3 separate regions of the Mus musculus genome follow, and all the other regions are linked to region 2. A link is a contact called in public HiChIP or PLAC-seq data. All regions are on one chromosome and are shown on one strand. The core of a region is the stretch at or near the end of the contact, and the rest is flanking DNA. Distances in the headings are between cores, read along the strand shown.

What was found. HiChIP or PLAC-seq counts read pairs in DNA pulled down with a chosen protein or histone mark.
Region 1: a contact with region 2 is called in an H3K4me3 HiChIP or PLAC-seq map of bone marrow-derived macrophages, with 2.4 times the contacts expected there. The contact joins the enhancer-like site here to the promoter of Rad23b in region 2. A contact is called at or near these places in 9 of 39 promoter capture datasets (the 3T3-L1 cell line, 3T3-L1-derived adipocytes, cranial neural crest and 6 more), 1 of 15 datasets of contacts at CTCF or cohesin (CD8 T cells), 20 of 484 Hi-C or Micro-C datasets (CD4 T cells, CD8 T cells, the G1E-ER4 cell line and 10 more), 11 of 115 datasets of contacts at active chromatin or transcription factors (CD8 T cells, the HPC-7 cell line, the SCID.adh cell line and 5 more) and 3 of 9 other capture datasets (adipose tissue, liver and pancreatic islet).
Region 3: an H3K27ac HiChIP or PLAC-seq map of stem cell-derived anterior neural progenitor cells shows a contact between it and region 2, with 12 times the contacts expected there. The contact joins the enhancer-like site here to the promoter of Rad23b in region 2. A contact is called at or near these places in 10 of 39 promoter capture datasets (the 3T3-L1 cell line, 3T3-L1-derived adipocytes, the C10 cell line and 6 more), 5 of 15 datasets of contacts at CTCF or cohesin (the G1E-ER4 cell line, the NIH/3T3 cell line, embryonic stem cells and 2 more), 49 of 484 Hi-C or Micro-C datasets (the 63-12 cell line, B cells, the C10 cell line and 23 more), 21 of 115 datasets of contacts at active chromatin or transcription factors (the SCID.adh cell line, T-cell acute lymphoblastic leukemia, bone marrow-derived dendritic cells and 10 more) and 3 of 9 other capture datasets (adipose tissue, embryonic stem cells and liver).

The regions. Positions count from the first base shown.
Region 1 is chr4:55,385,190-55,389,541 of GRCm38.p6, forward strand. It overlaps Rad23b (RAD23 homolog B, nucleotide excision repair protein), which reads left to right. Exons shown (of 10, transcript NM_009011.4): 9 at 221-412. Among named protein-coding and RNA genes, the nearest start is that of Gm34290, 12 kb to the right of the region's middle. Within about 2 kb of position 1,737, at least 8 of the 459 cell types and tissues checked have an H3K27ac peak or open chromatin away from gene starts, as enhancers often do. A contact at or near this core is called in bone marrow-derived macrophages, where this site is marked.
Region 2 is chr4:55,346,908-55,351,440 of GRCm38.p6, forward strand. It overlaps Rad23b (RAD23 homolog B, nucleotide excision repair protein), which reads left to right and starts at 3,135. Exons shown (of 10, transcript NM_009011.4): 1 at 3,135-3,520. The coding sequence starts at 3,455. Gm42290 (a long non-coding RNA gene) reads right to left here and starts at 1,295. Exons shown (of 3, transcript XR_881289.3): 1 at 1,088-1,295.
Region 3 is chr4:55,291,601-55,295,978 of GRCm38.p6, forward strand. Gm52739 (a long non-coding RNA gene) reads right to left here. Exons shown (of 3, transcript XR_003955414.1): 3 at 2,539-3,173. Among named protein-coding and RNA genes, the nearest start is that of Gm52739, 11 kb to the right of the region's middle. Within about 2 kb of position 2,836, at least 72 of the 459 cell types and tissues checked have an H3K27ac peak or open chromatin away from gene starts, as enhancers often do. A contact at or near this core is called in the MC3T3-E1 cell line, the P5424 cell line, cerebral cortex and 6 more, where this site is marked.

The sequences.
Region 1 (4,352 bases), core at 487-2,986, 37 kb after region 2:
TAAAACTAACTTTCTTTCTGACTCTTAGATAGAGCTGGTCTGGAATTGAATTTACTATATGACTCAGCCATGCCTAAGATGATCCTCTGCCTTCCCAGTGCTGGAATTAAAGTGTGACTCCCCGTGCCTGGCTTATCTTTTTCTTGTTTTTATTTAGGTTTGCTTTTTTTTCCACAGACAGTAATTATGTGTTATTTCTTCCATTTCTCCATCACTACAGCAAATTAGCCAACACCAGGAGCATTTTATTCAGATGCTGAATGAACCAGTTCAGGAAGCAGGCAGTCAAGGTGGAGGAGGTGGTGGCGGAGGAGGCGGTGGCGGAGGAGGCGGTGGAGGAATTGCAGAAGCTGGAAGTGGGCACATGAATTACATTCAAGTAACACCTCAGGAGAAAGAAGCTATAGAACGGGTGAGTTTAGGTACAGTTGGGGTTCCTTGGTCACCCTGGCACCTGGGCTAGTGGCTCCTGCTACCATGCAGCTGTGGCATTTCTTTCCTTTGTCCCAGGGACTGCAGTAGAGATTGTTTCTCTTAGCCACATCCCCTGCTTTTTGTCCTTTCTTGGCCCCAGTAACAGCCTCCAGTACCTTAAAGTACTTCAAGTACTAAATCAAGTATGACTAAAGCACTAAACATCCAAACTAATTAAAAATCCTTCATTTCCCATATTTTAAATTTTACTTTGTTACTGTCCCCAAAGTGTTAAATATGTATATGAATTATGTATATAAATTACGTGTGAGTGGTGTACAATAAACATGAGACATTACCCATCTCTTTTGTCGTAACAAGTGGACTGGTACAGCCTTAGGCCCTGCAACAGCCTATGTCTTGTGTGTAATGCTGTGATCAGTAGCTCCATTTCCCCCTCCCTTTTTACATTGTTTCACATTGTTATGAAGTGTTTGGGGATGCTAATCAGATAGAGCCCTGTGTTCTCAGAGACCTCTGCTCTCTTGCTGAGATAAAGATGTGCTTGCCCTTGTCTGGCTTTAATTTTCTTCTGTACTTAGGCTTCAATTGGTTTCTCATTGTAGCTTTTTTCCTTTTCTGTTTTTCTGTGATTATTATTATTATTTGGTCTGTTTTCTTGGTGTTATATAGAACATTACTTAATCCATGTGAAAGTCAGGTTCAGGTCTCCAATTCTTTCAAAGAGCTCACAGGTCGCTCTTACGTGTCGGGCTGTGATCCATCCTGAGTTCTTGTGGTAAGGACTAACTGCCGGTCAGTGGTGCATGGATGTGTCAGGGTTATTTTGGGGCTCAGTTTTAATCCTTTGCTTTATGTTTATCCATAGCCATCGAGGCCAGTCCCTCATTCCCCACCACCTTTACTGTACATTTCCAGGAAGGTTTCAGGCTTTCAGGCTTCAGACAAGTGGTCTGCAATATGAAGTGCATATTTAACATATCAAAGTGTACCAGGCCTCCAGTTTCTCTCAGCATCCCTCAGTCCCTACCTGTTACAGGCCATGACTGGTGTACCCCACTATGTATGCTGAACCTTACAACCCATGGGCTGGGCTTCCTCTCACCCACCAGCTCTTCACTATATAACCCAGACATTTTAGTTCCCTCCCCTCCCCTCTTCTTCTCTTCCCTTGTTCTCCTCTCTGAATTCTCCCCTCCAACACCCCAAATCAATATTTGCCCCCCCCCCTTCTGTCTCCCTGTCTGCATGTCTGCTTCACTCCTGTAAGGTTGGTGAACTTACCCCAGAGCTTCCCCCAATTTGGCTTGAATTGACTCATTTCTCCGGCAGAGAATGACTGATCAGCAAGTGTGAAATCAGAGGGTGTGGAGTGCTGCAATTTTGTTTACAAAATAACTGTGGCTGTTTCAGATCCTCATTCATTCTTCTGTGTAAGCCTCAGGGTCGGCTTGTCCATTTTCAGGGGGTGAACTCTGGCTGAGTGTAGAGCCCTTATTATGCTTACTCTGGAAATGAATTTGAGAAATGTCCTCTATCTTTTCTTCCCCTCTTTTTGGTTTTTGGGCTTGTCATTTGAGCAATCTTGATATAGTAGCCTATGGTGGCTTGGTATGTAGGTGAGGATAACCTTGAAGTCTTGATTCTTCGGCCATCATTTTGCAAGCACTGGGATTGCAGCATGCAATACCCGGGAGGTGCAGTCTTAAGATTGTAGTAAGATCATTTCAAAACAAAACAACTTAATTCTTACCAAGGCATGGTCAGTGATATATTGTAGCTGTAATAATTAAAAATTAAAATTTTAGGCTGGGCGTGGTGGCGCATGCCTTTAATCCCAGCACTTGGGAGGCAGAGGCAGGCGAATTTCTGAGTTTGAAGCCAGCCTGGTCTACACAGTGAGTTCCAGGACAGCCAGGGCTACACAGAGAAACCCTGTCTCAAAAAACAAAAAAAATTAAAATTTTGTATTACTTTTGAGTTTATTTCCTAAGAACTATTCTTTTTGATGCTGTTAGGAATTGTTCTTTTTATTTTCAAAATGTTCATTGTTAGTTGCAGAGAAGAACAGTTTGGTTTTCTGTGGTGATCTTATATTCCCCAAAATCTTGCTGAACTCATTGTTAGTTTATTCCCATGGAGCTTGCTGGTTAGGGAAGTTCCTCTTCAGTGTCAGGGTGTGAAGATTTTGTCATAACAAGTTAAATACTTTCTCTAAGTTTATCAAAGGATCATCTTTCATTCTTACAAGTAGTTTATACTATATGGAAGCATCATTTGCATACCTGGGATAAAGCCCACTTTTTGTCTGTTTTATAACAACTGTTACTTTGTAGTTTCCTGATGGTGGATATATTGTTTCAGTATTGGGGAATTGTGGCCCCACAGAAGGAGTAGAGGGTAGTTTTGGAAGAATTTAAGAATTGGTCTTGATTGTTTAAGGAGCTGGCAGACTTTATTAGTTGCCATCTGGGCCTCGTTTTCCTATGGGAAAGTTCTGTTATTCTTACTTCATTACACTTTTCATTTGTCAAAAGGAATGTTTCTAAATTTTATTTCTTTGCAATTTGAATCTTTAGTTTTCTGTTTTTCCATGATCATCTTAAATGTTTGTCAGTTAATGATTTTTATGTGTGTTTAAAATGTGCTTGTTTTTGTCTTTTATCATTGAAATATTGGTATTTTCTCTTAGTCAACAATACATCCTGAAGTTTCCCCTGCCTCCACTGCTCCCAGCCCAACTCTTTTCAGCTTTTGTTTTGTTTTGTTTTGTTTTGTTTTGTTTTAATGTTACTGGTTTTCTTGTTAAAATTAATTGGTTAGTTTTTCTCTTATTAAGGTAGATTCAATCATTAAAGAAACACACGTTTGCTTGTACACGCTGCATATTTGAGACAGTAATATGTTCTTATTAAACATTTTCTGCTGTCAAGACCAGTTGCCTTACAGTGCTGGTTACTCTCTTTGATTGATTTCCTTGTTGGTGCTCTGTACGATTGTACACTATGACTGACAGTGGTGGCATTGCAGTCTCCAGGTACAGCAGTATTGCTGATTTTTCTTTTTTTTTTTTTTTTTCTCTTTTTTTGTTTTGTTTGGTTTGGTTTGGTAGTTTTTGGCCCCTTGTTATATGTGTCTATTGTGTTTTCATGGTTCCCTTTCTTTGAGTCGTAAAAATGTCCATCTCTGGTAACAGTTTTGTCTAGAACTAAAGCGACTCTAGTTGTCTTTTGGTTATTGTATGCATGATGTTGTCTTTATAATTTTTAACATCTTTGTGACTTTAAGTCTTAAGTCTCTCTGAGGTGTGTCATTGAATTGCCCCAACTCTTTACTATTACTTCAGCTACCCCAATTTTATTTTGGACACAATTTAGATAACAAATTCATTTTTGGAGTTTTTCTATTTTTAATTTATAAATAGCTTCTTTTGCTGAATTGGGGTTGGGTTTCTTGGTTTGTTTGTTTTCTTGTTTCCAGTTCTTAATAGTCTTTTCTGTAGTGTGCAATAGAAAGTTTTTGAGACAGTTGAGGGGGGCATTCATCTGACTGAGAAGTTATAATTCTGTAGAGTAGTCAGTCTACTTGAGAGTTTAAAGGCTTTAAAAGCAGTGTTAGATCTTAAGTAATTTTAATAGTTTTTAAATGAGATTAACTGATATTGGTGATTCAAATATGCTATAAATTTAATAACTACAGTCATCTTCATTTCACAATACATCATTGTACTTTTCTATTATGAAGTGTTGACTAAGGCAAGGAACTGAAGAGCAACATTGAAAGGCAAGCTATGTTAAAAAATGAAACATTGATATTGGGATATAAAGTAAATAATTTTAAAAAAGAAATGAATCCTTTGCTTTTACAAAAAAAAAGTTGTGCAAGTTAAGGTATTTCCACATGCTCTCTCCCTTTCT
Region 2 (4,533 bases), core at 1,885-4,384:
GGCCCTCACCACCACTTCCCAGCCTAAAAAAATAAAACTTTCCCAGCACTCGGGAGGCAGAGGCAGGCGGATTTCTGAGTTCCAGGCCAGCCTGGTCTACAGAGTGAGTTTCAGGACAGCCAGGACTACACAGAGAAACCCTGTCTTGAAAAACCAAAATAAATAAATAAATAAATAAATAAATAAATAAATAAATAAATAAAATTAAAACTCTTAGAAAAGAACTAATGACAAAAACTAGAGAAGAATCTGAAAAATGAAAAATAGTCATTTAACTATTGGGAAAGACAGAGTTTCAGGCTGAAGAAACCTCTTGCACAGAGGCCCAGAGGACAAAACCAGGTGTTTGAGATGATGAAGGAAAGATGGCCCGAGGACAGCAATGAATAGCAGGGAGACAGAAGACACAAGCTCAGAGGATTTGGCAAGAGTCAGATGATGAGGGTTCTCCAAGGCCAGGGAGAGTTTGCATTTTATTCCAATGTACAACTAGGTATTGTTAGTGTTTGGCTCTTAAATGTCTCACAAAGGCTTGTGTGGTAAAGGTCAGGCTGCCAGCAAGTAGGTAGAGCTATGTGAGGTGGAAGTAAGTTGCTGGGGGTGCTCTTGAAGGGAGTTGGAGACCCCCGTTTCTTCCCTCTCTTAGCTTCTGGGTACCACAAAGCAAGCAGCTCTATGACTGTGCCTTCTTGATACAACATACTGTGTGGCCATAGGTCCAAAACATGAACAAGCATGCCCCGACTTAGACCTCTGAAACCATGAGCTAAGAGACCTTTCCTCTTACGTTGATCACTGTGACATTTTGTCATGCATGGAAGTAAAACGCAAATATAAAGAATGTGACATGGTGCAGGTGCCAGCACGCCTTTGATCCCAGTACTTGGGAGGCAGAGGCAGGCGAATCTCTGAGTTCGAGGCCAGCATGGTCTACAAAGTGAGTTCCAGGACAGCCAGGGCTGCACAGAGAAACCCTGTCTCGAAAAACAAAGAAAAAAACAAAACAAAACAAAACAAAAGAATAAAAGAATGCGACATGGTTTATGTTTTCAAAAGACAACTCTGATCTAGGGATACTGGTACATACCTGTAATCTCAGCACTCAAGAGGGCTGAGGCAGGAGAATTGCAAGTTTCAGTTCTGCTTGGGCTATATAGTTGAGACCCTGTCATAAGAAACAAAATCAAAACTAAAGCCCCCAGTTTAACATTGGGTGCTTTGGCTGCTGGACTGTTGTGGGATTGGATGCGAAGCCTCCTTAGAAGACAGCCACTGCTGATGGTTGTAGACATGGAAATCATGGGGGGAAGTGGGTAAACGTGTGGGTACACAGTGGAGAGTAAATGTGATAAGACCTGACCCTGTTTTGGATGTGGTGGCTAGGCAGCAGGAGTCAGGGAAGAAAGGGACTTAAGGATGATGACGATGTTTGGATCTGAGTACCTAAGAGGTGGAATGTCATGAGTGAGGGGAGAAATGGCTTGAAGGGAAAGCCCATAAGGAAGTCAGTTGCTACCTTTGCCCATGTTTTTTTCCAGCATCTGGTTACGCTGAAAACAGTAATACTGCTTTGCCTTTGGCTGACCCTATAGCTAAAGGGAGAGATCCCAGCTGCCAGTTTTTCAGAGCAAAAGTTGAGCATACCTGGTGACTAAGACTAGTTCCACAGGAAGACAGCCTAGCCGGCAGAGAATTCGATATTTATCATAGTTCAGGGACATACCTTGTCGGTGGAGAGGGGGCTTGGTTAGGGAAAGTTCCATGACAAAATTATATCCTAGCTTCTGGAATCATGAAAATCCAAATAGCGATACTGTAATCATTGATGGTGCTGGCTCAGAGATGGGGGATGCTCATAATTGTCCTCACTGTGGTCTGATGGTAACTGCTTTTTCTTCTTTTTAAGTCTAACAGGGGTCACTGCACTATTAAGAGGCAGCATACAGACAAGCACCTAAAGTGTCACTTACTATTGTGGTGCTTATTACCCGACACCTCTGCACTCTGGTCTTATCGCTGTGTAAATAATCATACAGCTACAGCCAAGCACTTAACTTTGTGTTCCTGACTCTAAGACTTACATGCATTATCCCACCCTCTCCAACCACCAATTAGCTGAGTGACATCTCACCCTTACTGCCAAGGAACCAGAAGCACGTCTACCTATTTTTCTAATATTTACCTTGTACCTACAATGTGCTAGGCTTATTCTGTAGGCTTTGGGGCACAACGTGGGCAAAACAAAATGCATGCCTCTGTGTAGCTTCAGCCTGGGGACCAGAAAAAGAAGAGAAGACACACACGCTAAATACACATAGTGTAGAGTACCCAGAAGGTGATGAATGGTTACTGAGACAAGTGGAGCTGGATAATGAGATCCGAATAAGATACTTTAAGTTGGATAGGCAGGATAGAGTTCAAGAAGGCGACATTTGAGCAAAGATTAAAAGGGTCCACGTGCAAAGGAAAGCAGCGCTTGGGGTGAGGCGGGGGGGGGCGGGGGAAGGGGGTGAGGAGAGGCAACCGCCTAATATCTACCACCAACACCTAAACGAAGCAAAACGATAGAGGGAAAGGCGTGACACAACTAGGCCTCCTTCTTAAATCCGCCTTTCTTTAGAGGTGGGAGGTCCCAAGGCTGGTGAGAGAACACAAGACTGGCAAGCAAGCAGTCCATGGCTGAAGTCAGTCTCAGAATCAGGGAAGCAACCGGCATTACACATGCTCGACTGGCGATGTGCGCCCCTCCTGGGCCGGCCCTCGGCAATCCTTGCACTAAGGCTCCGCCCGCTCCACCGCCCTCAAGGTTCCGCGCTCGCTGAGCCGCAGCCACTGAGCCGGGACTCCACGTAGCCGTTCCCCGGCTACGGGTTGCGCAACTCGCGCCGCTGGGCGGAGCCTGGATGTAGGCGGAGCCACTGCAGGACCGCGGAGCGGACCAGGCCTCCGCGAGCGCCTCTGCTTGCGAAGTGCGCCTGCGCACGCCGGTGCCGCGCCGCACGATATTCCAGCCCCACCCATCGCCCCGCCTCCAATTCCCGGGCGGAGTTCCTGTTCACGCCTGCGCACTGCGTCGCCGCACCCTGCGCCTGCTCAGATCGCCCGAGTCTGGCCCCATCCTCCGGGTTTTTTTCTGGTGGGGGAGGGGTCACGTCTCGGCGAGTCACGGTGATGGCGGCCACCATCCTGTGGTGAGGTAGCGGGTTCTCTGCGTCTCTCGGGGAGTCCCTCGCGCCTCCTGCGGGCCCAGTGGCTGGCGCGTGAGGAAGCACCGCGGGTCGAGCTTACCGGGAAAGCCGCGGGAGCGAGCGGCGGCGCGGCCAGGGGAGACGCGGGGCCCGGGGTGAGTGCGACTCCGGGCGAATGTGACAAGCCCCCCCACCCCCACCGCCTTCCTCCCGAGAGCGCGAGGATCGCGGCCACCCCGGGGCGGCCAGGCCCCGGCTTAGGCACCATGCAGGTCACCCTGAAGACCCTTCAGCAGCAGACCTTCAAGATCGACATCGACCCGGAGGAGACGGTATGCGCCGCCGGGTTAGGGGAGCGCGGGCCCGAGTCGGGGCGGCGCGGGAGGGCCCCAGAGGGGCGTCGGGTCACCGCCGGCTTTGTGGCCGACAACGAGGAAGGCCCGGGGGCAGATGGCGTGGAGCAGCACCGGTCCGCGTGGGCGCTGGTGGCCGCGGCCCGGAGCGCGTGGTCGTGGGGACGGAGGGGGAGGGGAGACCTGGCGGCCTGGGCGCTGGAGCCGGGCCTGACGTGCACAGGTGGGGGAGGGAGGGAGACCCAGGCGAAGCCACCACCCTCCGGCGACATGGCTAGGTGCAGAGGTCTAAGGGGCCGGTTACCCAAGACGGTGGGCCTTAAACGCGCCTAGTTTTGTCTGCAGCCGGGAGGGATGGTGGGGGAAAAATGAATTTTTTGGCCTCTCAGAAGGAGCCCTTTTATTTATGTCTTATTTTGGATTAGTTTTTACGATCCTTCCCCTCGCAGCCACTGAACCCACACCCACAGGTGGATTACGTTCTGAGGCCACGTTGGTGGTGAAGAATTTTGCATTAGAAACCTTCAGATCCGGATTTAAATGCGTTCTTTCGGTCGTCTTGGGAACCTGAACGCTCCTCGGACTCCTAGAATAGTAGTATTTGAAGGGAGGGAGAAAAATATAAAAACTTGGTGTTCTACAGTTAAAAAGCCGACTACTACACTTAACGAGTTCACGTGATAAATTCTAATGCAGTGGTCTCCGGTTTTGCCTGTAAAAAGATCTGTGTTAACTTTAATACAACTTTATGTCAGGAATCTAAAAAATGTCATGCGAATAAAATTTTTTCTCACGTGGAATTATGACGCTATGTCAATAGATTACTGCATATTTGTGTGGGGGGGTTTCCTTCTTCTTCTTCTTTTTTTTTTTTTTTGACTGATTGAGTTTGTAATTGAAACAACCAGGACGTGGTGTTAATTAAATAGATCCGAGATCCGAATTCTATTTGTGGCTCTATAACTCGTTTTCTACAGCGGGACAAACTACCC
Region 3 (4,378 bases), core at 1,586-4,085, 56 kb before region 2:
GGGAGAATCCATAGCAAGCATGGGCACAATGTGTGAGCTGCTACTACACGCCAGTTTTTTTTTTTTAAGCACATTATTCCATCTAATTCTCACAGCTATTCTGCAGGCAAGGATCTTTCACCCATACTGACAAAGGGAAACTGAGGCTCACAAGCACCCAGTTATTTATGCACAGGTGATGAAATTGGTCCTTGGATGATCTAGGAACCAAGGTTAGCTCGAGCTTGTTGTTGATGGCCTATGTTCTCCCAGCCTCCCCCCCCCCCCCCGCATAAGGAGGTCGCCTACAGCTCTGTGTGTTACATTCCGCACTATAGTACTCCTTTAAGAAGACATGAGAAAAACCCGAATCACATCCACAAATGCTACAGTATTGTTGGATACTCTGATGTAAGGGTGAACCTCCTTTCCTTGCCTTTTTTTCTCTCACCCCCCCCTTTTAAAAAAATTTTAAACGGAACTGTTATATGCCTAAAATTACTTTAATAAAAATCTTAGGTCAGAAAGCTGGAGAGATGGCTCAGTTATTAGCACCCGATGCCCTTTCAGAAGCTCTGAGTTTGTTTCTCAGACCCCACAGAGCCACATGTAACTCCAGCATCAGAGGATCTAAGGCCCTCTCCTAGCCCCTGAGGGCGCCTCCAAACACACAGAAAACGGCACTCGTACCCATATACTGTTTTTTAATCTAAGAAAACAAAGCAAGCAAACAAAATGCCACCTCAACTCTGAGGTTATAAACGTCTAAGCAAACACGTTTTGATTTGTTTTTAAATTTTCCTTTATTTTTATTTGTATGTGTATGAGTGACTGTTTTGCCTACATGTATGTCTGTGCACCATGTGTGCAGTGCCTTCTGAGGCCAGAAGAGGGCACCGGCTCCTCTGAGTAACAAGTGGTTTGTGTTACCACATGGGTTCTAGGAGTCAAACTTAGATCCTTGGACCTGGGTTATCTGTCAGAACAGCCAGTGCTCTTACCTCTGAGCCATCTCTTTGGGCACACGCAGCTTATTAAATATAGTTACAGACATATATGTGAAATACATACGCATATACTAGTTCTTAGAAGGGAAAAATGTACACGTTTTTATTCACCTCCTTCTCCAGCTCCTCCTCCCATTCCCATCCCCCATTCTCTACCTACCTAACTTTGTGTCATTTTCTCTTCTAAGATCCATCAAGTCCAATTTGTGCTGCGTGAATATTCTCGGATTTATGACCTTCCACTGGAGCACAGTCAACTCAGCAGGGGCTACAAAGACTCTGAAAGGAAACCCACTCGCCCTCTCCTGGCAGTTACTACTTGCCAGTAGCTCCTCTGCGAGGGGTGGGAACTTCTTGCCCACTTCTCCTCCCCATGCTGAGAGTTGGTCTGGATTGAGCTTGCAGATCTTACACATGCTGCCAGAGCTGCTGTAAACTCATGTGTGTGGCAGCTGCCCTGCTGAAACCCACAGCTCTCCCCAACTCTCTGTCTGTCTCTGTCTCTCTGTCTGTCTCTCCCCCCACCCCCACCCCCGGCTTAGCAGGTTATCCTCTAGCCTGTGGCTAAGTGGCACGTTTCAGTCAATCCATTTACAAATCCTGTTTTACTGTTTGTGTCCTTAACTAAAATGTCTACGTGCTTTTGATGGAATCAGTTTTATTCGCAGATTTTTCCTCTCACCCAGACTGTCAAAAGGATCTAAAAATTATCTGCCTGGTGTCCCTCCTTAGCAGATGGGGGTGGGGTGGGGGGAGCTGAAAATCCTCTAATTACTTTGTGTTGGTTTGTGTCTCTCTAAATCTGCCCCTTCTCAGAGACCAAGCCACTTGGGATGGTTTCTTTAGCAAGACAGCAACACCCATGAAGAGGCAGCCAGCTGCCAGGTAGAGACCACACATGCCTGGTGGCAGGGCAAAACAGAATAGCTTCAGGAGCCCCACGGTCTTATCAGGGGGCTTGCAGGAGATAGTATACATGAAAAACTCTTGCTTAACAGTGAAGTGCTGTGCAAATGTTAGAACCAGGTGGTGTGTGCCAGGGAGATTACCTTTTGCCAGGGGGTAATCATTTCAGTTTATATAACACTTTTCACTCCAGGAGCCCCAAGCCCTTGTGAATATTACCCTAAGAAACATCACTTGAAATGAAACGCATATAAACAAACAGAATCTAACAAATGGAGGTACCAATTACCACAACGATGACAGTCTTAAATGAGAACATCAACATTTTGACACATCAACTCTGGAGGATGCTGCCTCTGTGGTCCCAACACCTTCAGAGGGGGGCATCAATTCTCCCTGTTAATGTTTTCCCGTCAGTGTCAACTGTTTGGCTGAGGTGGGAGGAGAGGAAACAGAAATAGAAAAACATCTTAAAATATGCATTTTATTTCCCTGTAGCAGTGCGTCAGAAAACTCAACTGTAACTCCCCAAGTCTTTCTCTCTCTCTCTCTCTCTCTCTCTCTCTCTCTCTCTCTCTCTCTCTCTCTCTCTCTCTCTCCCTCCACCTCCCTCCCCCCCCACCCATGAAAAAGGGAGAGAAAAAAAAAAGCTGTCATTATTTGAATGATCAGAGAAAAAAAGAAGCCAAGGTAAGTAAGATACCAATTACAGCTCTGCCAGTCTGTGTGAATTGGTCTCAATCCAAATGAGGGCGCAAATGGGTTTGAGGATGTGAAGGGGATGCAGAGGGGGCTGGGAAGAGAGAGCTGCCAAAATACAACACAGGGAGGCTTAGCGAAATTGCCCCCTGGCGCTCTGAAGGCAGTTTAATCAGGCAGAGCCCTGAACATTCCCGTGCACCAGTCCCATTGTGCGCGCGCCCTTGCAGATCTGGCTTCTGGCTCGGTCTCTTTGTTTGGGTAGCTAGGCACGGAAAAAGAATCATCTGCAACCAGAGCTCCACTTAATTCTCAGTTCCTCTCTGGAAACGGCTGTTGGCATGGTGGAATGTGCTGTGAAAAGGCCACGCTTTGGACTGATCAAAAAGCGGAATTCCAGACCCTCCATCGGGAGCCTTTGTGGACAAAGCCAAACCGATTCTCAGAAAGTGACAGAGTCCTGCCCTTCTGGAGTAATTTGTGTCGCCCCAGCATCGCAGTATTCTTGCCAGTGACAAGCAGGAGCCCCCGGCAATTTGTCTTCTGTCTTGGCAAAGGCAATGATGATTGTACTGCTTCTCACTGTTTAAAAAAAAAAAAAAAAAGCAGTAGTCACTTCTGTCACCCTGCCTGTTACCAAAAGTCAGCTCACATTACTGACTGCGCTATCTTGAATCCGATAAAGAACCCAGGAAAGCCACAAGGAGAGACCTGAAGATATGGGATCATTTTATTCACAGCCCAGCACTGAAATCAGAGCATGGTACTCAGTGGATAACCAATGTAGAAAAAGACTCTGCAAAAAAATAAATTCAGATAAATACTTCCATCTTCTGCTTTCAGTACTTCCTATGCTCTGCCCTCCCCACACCTGAGTCAAGGAAATGGCTGAATCCTATTACAGTTGCTTGTTTGTTTGTTTGTTTGTTTAAACTCTAATTTGTGTAGATCAACATACAAAGTGATGGGTTTCAGACACAGATGTTGTTACACTTTGTTCTTGTCCCCTTCTCTGCTGCCCTCTCATCTCCTTACTGATCCCTCTTCTCCTCCAAATACACCCACCTTCTCTTCTGCTTTTATGTCACTTGTATTCTGTCACCTTCTCCTCACCCCTTAAGATCTCTTCCTTCCCCATCATGGCCTCCTTTCTACTTTCATGGCCTAACACACTCACACACACACACACACACACACTCATGCACACACATGCAGGTGCACTATTTGCTCTTATCGCTTAATATAATGATCTACAGTTCTATTCATCTTCCTGCAAATATCATGATTTCAGTCTTTATGGGGGGGGGAACCATTGTTTTTTATGGGCACTTTCTTTTATTTTTAATTCCTTGCAGGAATATATTTTTGTTTTACTTTTATTTAGGTATATGTTTTTGTGCATGTGTATACCTTTGTGTGTGCGTGTGCGTGTGCGTGTGTATGGGAGCCTAAGGAGGCTAGAAGAGAGAGTTGGATTCCTGGAGCTGGAGTTACAGTTTGTTGGTTGTGAGCCTCGTGACGTGGGTCCCATGACCTGAACTCTGAGCCCCATCAAGAAGAGCAAGCAATCTTAGCCACTGTCTTAGTTAGGGTCATTGCTGTGAAGAGACCCCAAAACCAAGGCAACTCTTATAAAAGAAAACATTTCATTATTTCATTGGGGCCCGGCTTACTGTTTCAGAGGTTTAGTCCATGACTGACATAGCCAGAAGCACGGCAGCGTGCAAGCAGACATGCTGCTGGAAGAAGGAGCTGAGAGTTGTACAACTTGATCCATGAGCAGCAGG